2 separate regions of the Danio rerio genome follow, and region 2 is linked to region 1. A link is a contact called in public Hi-C data. All regions are on one chromosome and are shown on one strand. The core of a region is the stretch at or near the end of the contact, and the rest is flanking DNA. Distances in the headings are between cores, read along the strand shown. Region 1 holds the start of tsc1b (TSC complex subunit 1b). Region 2 holds the start of gtf3c4 (general transcription factor IIIC, polypeptide 4).

Evidence for each region. Hi-C and Micro-C count contacts between places; a contact is called where the count stands out from the background.
Region 2: a Hi-C map of an unstated tissue shows a contact between it and region 1, with 3 times the contacts expected there. The contact joins the promoter of gtf3c4 here to the promoter of tsc1b in region 1. A contact is called at or near these places in 1 of 18 Hi-C or Micro-C datasets (an unstated tissue) and 1 of 4 datasets of contacts at active chromatin or transcription factors (embryo).

Annotation. Positions count from the first base shown.
Region 1 is chr21:18,687,086-18,692,158 of GRCz12tu, forward strand. tsc1b (TSC complex subunit 1b) reads left to right here and starts at 2,322. Exons shown (of 22, transcript NM_001282392.1): 1 at 2,322-2,355.
Region 2 is chr21:18,816,875-18,822,305 of GRCz12tu, forward strand. gtf3c4 (general transcription factor IIIC, polypeptide 4) reads right to left here and starts at 1,777. Exons shown (of 5, transcript XM_691843.10): 1 at 1,440-1,777. The coding sequence starts at 1,745. The region is part of intron 7 of LOC137490590 (a long non-coding RNA gene); the gene reads left to right.

The sequences.
Region 1 (5,073 bases), core at 1,072-3,571:
AAGATTACTTTCTTTTTGCTCACAGTTTCATTCATTCATTCATTCATTCATTCATTCATTCATTCATTCATTCATTCAGTCACACATTCATTCATTCATTCATTCATTCAGTCACACATTCATTCATTCATTCAGTCAGTCAGTCAGTCAGTCAGTCACACATTCATTCATTCATTCATTCATTCATTCATTCATTCATTCATTCATTCAGTCAGTCAGTCAGTCAGTCAGTCAGTCAGTCAGTCAGTCACACATTCATTCATTCATTCATTCATTCATTCAGTCAGTCAGTCAGTCAGTCAGTCAGTCAGTCAGTCAGTCAGTCACACATTCATTCATTCATTCATTCATTCATTCATTCAGTCAGTCAGTCAGTCAGTCAGTCAGTCAGTCAGTCAGTCACACAGTCATTCATTCATTCATTCATTCATTCATTCATTCATTCATTCATTCATTCATTCATTCAGTTACACATTCATTCAGTTACACATTCATTCATTTATTCATTCAGTCACACATTCATTCATTCATTCTTTCAGTCACACATTCATTCATTCATTCATTCATTCATTCAGTCACACATTCATTCATTCATTCATTCATTCATTCATTCATTCATTCATTCATTCATTCATTTTTTCTTTTTGGCCTGAATTTGGGGTTTGAATTTGTCTACTTCTGTTTTCCTTGCCCCTATTGATTAATTATTTACTAATGCATTAGTCTATATTTTTATTTCTATCTAGTTTTCATTCATTCATTCATTCATTCATTCATTCATTCATTCATTCATTCATTCATTCATAACTCAACATTTTTTGTAGGCTAGGCTGCCTTTACTTTTCATCATTTTGTAGGCCTTTATGCAGCCTGTATATATAGGCTAGCTTTATTTGCACTATAAGATGACTTTCTTTTTGCTCACATTTTCATTCATTCATTCATTCATTCATTCATTCATTCATTCATTCATTCAGTCACACATTTAATTATTCATTCATTCAGTCACACATTCATTCATTCATTCATTCATTCATTCATTCATTCATTAATTCATTCATTCATTCAGTCACACATTCATTCATTCATTCAGTCACACATTTATTCATTCAGTCAGTCACATATTCATTCATTCATTCATTCATTCATTCATTCATTCATTCATTCATTCAGTCAGTCACACATTCATTCATTCATTCATTCATTCATTTTTTTCTTTTTGGCCTGAATTTGGGGTTTGAATTTTTCCCCTCTTGTTTTCTTTGCCCCTATTGATTAATTATTTACTAATGCATTAGCCTATATTTTTATTTCTATCTAGTTTTCATTCATTCATTCATTCATTCATTCATTCATTCATTCATTCAATATTTTTTTGCCTGGATTTGAGGTTTGAATTTGTACTCTCCTTTTGTACTATTTTCCTTGCTCCTATTTATTAATTATTTACTAATGTATTAGCCTATATTTTTATTTTTATCTAGTTTTTCTTCCTTGCTTTCTTCCTACCTACCTTCATACATTCATTCATTCATTCATTCATTCATTCATTATTTGCCTAGATTTGGTGTTTAAATGTCTATTTGCATTTTTCTTGCCCTGAGTTATTATTTACTAATGCATTAGTGTATATTTTTATTTTCTATTTAGTTTTCATTCATTCATTCATTCATTCATTCATTCATTCATTCATTCATTATTTTTGCCTGAATTTGGTCTTTAAATGTCCGCTTCCGTTTTCCTTACCCCAATTTATTAATTATTTACTAAGGCATTAGCCTATATTTCTATTTTATAGTTTTCATTCATTCATTCATTCATTCATTCATTCATTCATTCATTCATGTAGCCTATTGATAGAATGTTTTTGTCTTTATTATTACAATTTATGTATTTGAATGAAACTAAATTTGTGTTTTATTACATTTTATGTATTGATTCCGTTAAGGACTGCACAGTTTCTATATGGTGTATTTTGGGCAAAAAACTGAAACTTTTAGCTGGTCCAATTCAGCGTGTATGCGCTCACCACCTGAGTCACGCGAAAGCCGCATTACAGAGCCCTGCATCCCTCCACCCTTCAGAAAAACAACTCAGGGCCTAACTGCAGGATCCTCTAAAACTTTCACACGTCAGTCCTGCTCCCGCCTTAGGTCCATGCATTCATAAAGTACGTCTGCAGGTTATTTCTAATAACATTCATTGCGTATTTCTATGTTCTGTGTTCAGATACAGGCGTGTTTTTGAGCTCTCGGGGATTATTTCTCCTGTTCATCCGCGGAAGGCGACCGCGCTGGCAGGGGTTGTGAGGTGTTCAAGATGGCGGCGCCCTGTGGAGTGCAGTTTCTCTAACAGGTAAACAGGTTTATTAAACGATGTTTTTTGGGGTGACATTTTTACATCATCTGCATTGACAGTCGGGATGTTAGATGTGCTTGCTTCTCAGTATTTTACGTGCATTATAAAGTTTCTCGGGCGTTATTTCTGATTTGCAGTATGCTTGTCGATAATAAGGCTCTCTTGCCTGGGACTGTCTGTGAAATAATAGTCCCTATTGAATGTGACAGTTTCAAAACGAATCCTAACAAATCTCCCCGCGCGCATGCAGGCGTTTAAGGGGGAAGTTGAAATGCATGCGGGGATGTTTGGTTTGGTCGGCGCATTTTTTTGGAGACAGTCCCGCAGATTCTGGCCATTGTTCTCTTGCGCTGTTTACGCCAGTGGTCATTTCAACACACATCTGCTGTCAGTGCATGCAGATCAAACCACAACATCTCTCTGCACATGCCTGCGCTGTTATTTTGGGCCATGCATTGGTTGAAATACAGACATATGTTGTTTGCTATTTGCTGTCTTTTACGCCCATAAGAGCGGATGTTTTTGAACAGAATTTGTTGTGTGCATGCAAATCATTCAATGCAGTCTCCAGCTCTTACTGTATGATCATTGCTCGCCTGTTAAGTGTGTAAAGTCATTTAACTAGTAAGAATGACGGTTATTTTTCTTGATTAATTAAAATGTTTTTGCATTGTAATTTGCATATAAAATAAATACTTTAATGTTTTTAAATGTTTAAAATGTTTTTGTTATAGCTGAAATAATCACATGTATGATTATATAACATTATATATTAATGAAATAACATGCTTATTCTGACTTGTACTTAATAAAAGTATAAGTTAACATACTAAATTGTATAATTTTTAGTAATTGTTAAATATTTCTTGCTTGCAAGAATGTAGTCTTGTAGTAGTTAAAAAAGATAGTGGTGAAGTATAAAGATATAACGTACAAATTAATTATTTGTTGTGGCAGCACTATGATTGTTAAATACAGTATTTAATTATGTCATGAAATAAAATATGCCTGGCAATATTTTATTTGCATGCATCTGTATAAACTATTGTTACTCCCAGTTCTTTTTATTGGGCGTTTTCTATTAATCATGACAAAAAACTAATTATGTTAATAATCATATTTGGCAACACTTTATTTTGATGGTTCATTTGAGTATTAGTAGACTGTCTGCTTAATATCTGCTGATCTGCTAATTTATCATTAGATTGATTGGGATGATTCTGTAGGGAAGTGTATGTGCATAAAATATAAGAGATAATCTACAAGCATATAGACAAGCTCAATAATGAAAAAAAGATACAAATTAAATAAACAGTGTTTGATTGTTTTCTAAGAAGTCGAACTGTATTCAGTTGTACAGTAATTGAATAATCAAATGTAAAATAATACTGCATAGTCTTTGTTATATAAACAATTAAGTCATTATTCATCTGTCAAATTTACAATTTCGTAGTTCTAAATGCTTTTAAAGCCCTCACACAGTCATCGAGATGGTACTTTTTAAAAAAACTACATTTATTTTGTTTGTAACATGTACCTAATAATACTTAAAAAGTACAAATGTGTTCTTCATAGTACCATAAAGGTACAAAAGTGAACCTTAAAGGTACTAATGTCCACCTTTACAAAAGTGTAGCTTTTAAAAGGATACCACCACAGTGACAGATTTTGCACCTTTATTTCTGAGTGTGTAGACTTAGAATTCTTAAAAACTATGACTTGATTTAATATATAAAAACTAAAAGAGAAATTTGAGAAAAACTGTAAACTTAAACAGAAGTTCTTTAAGGAAGTTGTTTATGTGGCTCTAAACATGGCATATAAAGCTTCTTTGTGCTGTTAACAGCCCTGTTTTCCAGTTGGCAGACACAGCCACAGTTCGTGAAGAGGTCGTCCAGAACTTCATCTTATTAGTGTGTTTTTCCCCATGAGTGTGATACGTGCTTTTAGTTTGGGAGCTATGATTATGAAGTTAATCAATGAACGTCTTTGTATGGAACATTGAAGGGTCATTCTTGCTGTCACCTTTCCCTAGATGGTTTTCATCTTCTACTAAGATATCCTTAGAGCAGTGCTTTGTGTTTTCTAGCAGCTGTTTGTTTTGATGATATAATAAGGAGAAAGTGTCCACTTAGCAGTTGTTAGCTTCAGGTCTTGGGGACTCGCGTTACTCTCAAGATTAAGCTGGTTAATATGTAGGTTAAGACTATAATCTGAAGTTGTTGATATGGAGATGTGCAAGACTTTTTAGTATTAAATGCTATGAAAAGTATCTGTTATGTTTGGAAGTTGTTTTGCTAGTCTGTCTTCAGGTTTCAGCTTCAGGTCAGTTGATTACTGTTAACTAACATTCATGTTATGTTGTATAGTTTGTTTTAATATATAGTTGTTCCATCATCAACAAACATTTACATTTTTACTATGAATGCTGATTTAATGTTCAAAGTGTTGGCTTAAATGGGTAAATGTATTAAGGAAATGAATACTTTCAGTTTACATGCGCTTTTAATACTGTGCAAGAATAAAATAAATGCTCTACCACATCTAAGTGTCAACATTATAACATATTTAAATGCAATAAGTGTTAGTTATGATGAGCATAAACAACCAACATTTCAATCATTAAAAGTAAATAAAATAGAATTTTTAAGATTTTAAAATATAAATGACTAACCATTTAAAATCTTCTTGAAATATCTTGCATACATTACAGGT
Region 2 (5,431 bases), core at 527-3,026, 130 kb after region 1:
GGTAAACTAAATTGGCTTTAGTGTATTAGTGTGTGTGTGTGTGTGTGTGTGTGTGTGTGTGTGTGTGTGTGTGTGTGTGTGTGTGTGTGTGTGTGTGTGTGAGTATGTGTGTGTGTGAATGTCAGAGTGTATGGGTGTTTCCCAGAACTGGATAGCGGCTAAAAGGGCATCTGCTATGTAAAACAAATGCTGGAATAGTTGACAGTTCATTCCGCTGTGAAGACCCCTGATAAATAAGGAACGAATGAACGTCACAGTTTTTAGCTTTATATCAGGAAATAAGTTAATTTAATTTTTATTAATTAACATAACTATTTAAAGTGTCAACAATTTAAACCTTTTTATCATAAAATATGTAAATAAGGGGATGAAAAATATATTTTCTTTTAGCCTATAAGAAGCCTATTTTTAGTTTTCACACATATGGAGCCAAAGGTAACCAAATAGATCAACTGCATTTATTTGATGTCCGACAGGTACTAAAGGTACTAAAAATATTACTTTAAATATTAAAACTTAAAAGCGGCTCAATAAAACAAAGTCTTATTTTTAACTATTGTCAAAAACAGAGTTAAATACAGTAGATTAACTCATTTTAAGATATACTTTAATCGCAAGCATTACAACCTGATTTGTAAAAAAAAAATCGTATTTAATAAATTAAAAACAGTTGATGGATTTTCCACATTATGGTCAGCTATAAATAGAAGTGCAGATTGTCTTTACTTGATGGGAGCATTTTTTCATGTCTGGTATAAATAGTAGCATGCCCAAAGCTGTTTAATGTCATTTTCCCCTTTGGAAGACACTGTCTGTGTTAAAGCTCAAGTAAAAAGAAGCATTTAAAATACATGTCATGATACAGATTCAACTGCGTCCTTGATACATATAATATTTAAAACGCCTATCATTAATTAAGATCGCTCTGTCCCATAAATCATGATCACAGAACACATAAATATGTTAGTGGTCACAACTATGACCCGTGGGGAAACATAGAGCCCCATTTTGAAAAGATGTGGAGGAAAAAAATAAATAAATCACTGACTGACTAAAAATACAATACAGCTGATCTCCAGTAATGTTGCATTACATTCAAACAGGCAGACAAAAATTTAATGCATTTGATCTTGAATAGCCAAAGCCCACAACTAACTTAACATTTTAAAATAATGTCACTTTATGATTGCATATTTCTATTGTATTAGCTTAATTTATGCGTAGTTAGTATGATGAAATTGTCATGAAAAGTAAAATAAAAAAGTGTACAGTTGAAAATCAGAATTAAAACAATAATCGTCCACACCATTAACGCTTATTTTAAAGATCTTAAGCTGTCATGTCACGTCAAACGTGGCTTAAGCTTTGGCAACAAATTCAAAACAAGTGATGATACCATGAAGCGAGGAGAAGTCGCGCGCGCGCAGTGAAGTATTTACCTTGAGTTCACATGTGGTGGTGGGGACGGGGATGTGAGTGCGATGCAGCACCAGGTTTTGACTGAGACTGTGTATGTCACACACCAGCTCCATCAGAGACACGCTGTTCGTGTTGCAGGCCGCCAGTCTGTGATCTTCTGCCCACGACAGCGGCTCCACACCGCTAACCGGACTCAACAATTTAATCGCAGGATCCCGCAGCACTATTGGTCCCTGTCCCGCCCAAAAATCATCCTCCGGTCCTGACGGGGCTTCAGACGCGGTCCCTGCTTTCTCTGAAGAACTGTTTGAGCATAATGCCGCCATTTTTTCTGTATAAAAATAAAGCACGTCTCCAGGAAGTTACGGTGCCGGAGGAGGAGGGATTTCACGAGCGCAGCATGACCTGGGTTGCCAGATTGACATCAATTACGTTGTAAATTGTACGGTTGTAATTCTTAATATAATCCATAATAATACAATATTATATATAACGATGTATTTTTTTTCTCTAGACTATCAAAAAAAAATAGCTTAAAGGGGCTTATATTTTTTATTTTAAACATTTGACCTTAAAATGGTGTTTAAAAAATTAAAAACTGCTTTTATTCTTGCTGAAATAAAACAAGACTTTCTCCAGAAGAAAAAATATAATCAGACATACTGTGAACATTTCTTTTCTCAGTTAAAAATCATTTGGGAAATATTTCAAAAAAGAAAAAAATCAAATCTATCTATCTATCTATCTATCTATCTATCTATCTATCTATCTATCTATCTATCTATCTATCTATCTATCTATCTATCTATCTATCTATCTATCTATATATATATATATATATATATATATATATATATATATATATATATATATATATACACAAACACAAAAACAACAGTTCTGTCTGGTTCTTGAATCTGATTGGCTGATAGCCGTGATATATTTAAGTAATATCAGCACCCGTATAGCCTCTTTACCTTTTGTGTATTACTCCGCCCACATACAACCAGCAAAAAACAGACGCTACAAGTTTAAAAGATGCTTGCTCAGCTGTTTAACTGTCAGCTAATTATTTGAATCCAATGCGGAAGTAGTTCCTCATACAAAAGAGTTTTTGAGACTCTCCATGTTTGATTTTGCTTTTATATACACAATTATGCCATCAAACTGTTGTATAAACACAATGTCACACGAGTAGCAGTGCGATATGGCTGTATATCGGCACTGGTGGGGGCACTAAGGCAACAATGCACAATGCAAGCCTCCCACCAGTGCCAATATACAGCCACATCGCACTGCTACTCGTTTGATATTGCTCATATATATATATATATATATATATATATATATATATATATATATATATATATATATATATATATATATATATATATATATATATATATATATATGGCGACGCAGTGGCAGAGTAAGTAGTGCTGTCGACTCACAGCAAGAAGGTCGCTGGTTCAAGTCTCGGCTGGATCAGTTGGTGTTTCTGTGTGGAATATACATGTTGTTCCCGTGGATTTCCTCTGGGTGTTCTGGTTCCCCCACTGTCCAAAGACATGCTGTACAGGTGAATTTGGTAGGCTAAATTGTGCGTAGTGATGTTTCCCAGTGGTGGGTTGCAGCTGGAAGGGCATCTGCTGCATATGCTGGATAAATTGGTAGATCATTCCGCTGTGGCGACCCCAGATTAAGAGGTCTAAATAAAGAGACTAAGCTGAAAAGATAAAGAGACTAAGCTGAAAAGAAAGAAAGAAAACAAATGAATGAATAAATAAATATATATATATATATATATATAAATATATATATATATATATATATATATATATATATATATATATATATATATATATATATATATATATATATATATATAATTTTTTTATTATTAACTGCATTAGATAAGGATTGTATTTCTCTGCCTAAGCCACAATTAATGCTCAAATACCTATGTTGCTACACGATAAATCACACCAGGGTCAACACTAAATCTCATAACTAAATATATTACTTTTGAAATCACACACAAGCACACATAAATATTACACTTTAGCTAAAATATTTCAATTAAAATAAACTGACTATAAATAATATAAACAAAAGCACAATAGTTACTCAAGTTATAAAACTAACACTGATGCTCTCTGCATTTGTGTTATTGTAATGGATTTAATACTGTATCTAATTTTAGTTGCTAATGATGATTCTACATTACCACAAATCAAAAACTGCATGTTGTGGTAAAGTGGAATCATCATTAAATGGGATACAATAAAACGAAATGAAGATTAAAATGAAACGAAAGAACATAGTGAGTGTTAATGATCATAAAATAGTAAAGTGAAAAGAATAAATGGCTTTAATTCATAGCAAATAAATATAAAATTATTTTTTTTCCAATAGTTTGATGCTTTTGGTTGGGTTTACACACCCAGATATTTAGTGGTGTTGAATTGGACGCACTTTTCTATAAATCATATTTATTGCAAACATTTTAAAATATTGTATCAAAGTTTGAGTTGCAATTAAATAAACACTTGAAGTGCAGATGTTAAAAGCATCATTACATATGTTAAAACGTAATCATTTAAAATAAATTGTGTTGTGAACATTGGGCAGCGAGCCAGTCTCAGCTGTGCTAAGTGTTTAAATTACATATGCCATTCTAAATTGTGAAGCATTTGTCATTTGATAAGCTGGCATAATCCATCAGCTGAAAGCTCAGACACTATTCATCTGATGTCAGAGGGACAGGAGAAGGATCATTAATTGGCAGGAGCATATGAGATCGGTCAGGAGCCCTAACTGTGTGACCAAGTTGGAGGATATGTGTAATTAACAGCCACATGCTTTGATACGTCTAGTATTCCTACCTGGAAAGGACTTTTAAAAAGCAATGCGTCCTGTCTCCTTTCTGAATGCAAGTCTTTGGCAAGACTCCATTCGCAAGACGTAAAGTAACTGAGTTGTCAAAAGTATTTAGCAATGCAGAAGGTTTCCTTTGTAATAAAACAAATCGGTACAAATCTATGAAACAAACATGTAATTGTGGCTCTAACATTTTACTCTTCCCTCCATCTATCTGTCATTTGTTTCAATAATACTTTGAATGTCGGGCCTTTGTGTATTTCAGTCTTAATGAAGCATGTATAATATGAATATTTCAGTGACCTGCTGTGCATGATTTTCTGGGTTTTGACACAGGGGTTTCGACACCGGTTTGTGGGATTGTTGGATTAATCATTCATCTGCACTTGTCTCTTATATTCACTTCATGCATTTAAGCAGGTCTAGTCCTACTGGGTTGCGTGGTGTATCAGAACACAACACGTCTCATCTGGTTTGTTCCTGGCTGATTGGATGCGTTGTCTTGCTTTCGGAAAAACAGTGTGAGATTTGCTTTCGCCTAAATGCACTTGGTAAGATGCTGTAATATTATTACAATCTACAGATAGGATTTTAAGTTGTTTCTTCTCTTTTCTTTCCTCAATTAGAATCATTTTCTTCCATTAAGACATGTGCATCAGGATATCTTCCATCCATTCCATATCTGTTTTCAAACAAAAGAAGGAAAACTAAGAAAAAGTTGCTCACAAAAAAAAGAGTTTTTTGTTTTTCGGTTAAGGGTGGGAAACAAGATTAGCGACTTTAAAATACATTATACATTTGTAGGCGGTGCTAAAACGCTCCTTTTTCTCTGATTGGTCAACCAAATCTGAGCTTGTGACATCATCCTCAAAATAATAGTCGTCTGCAATCAGCACCCAGGCTTTTAATTATATATATATATATATATATATATATATATATATATATATATATATATATATATATATATATATATATATATATATATATTTATTTATATATTTATATATATTTATATATATGTAAGTTTTCATATTGTATCATTTGATCAGGTAGCAGGCTTACATTAATTGTGTATGCATAAATTTATAAAAAAAAATGTAAATTAGCAGTAAAATTACACATTTGTCAT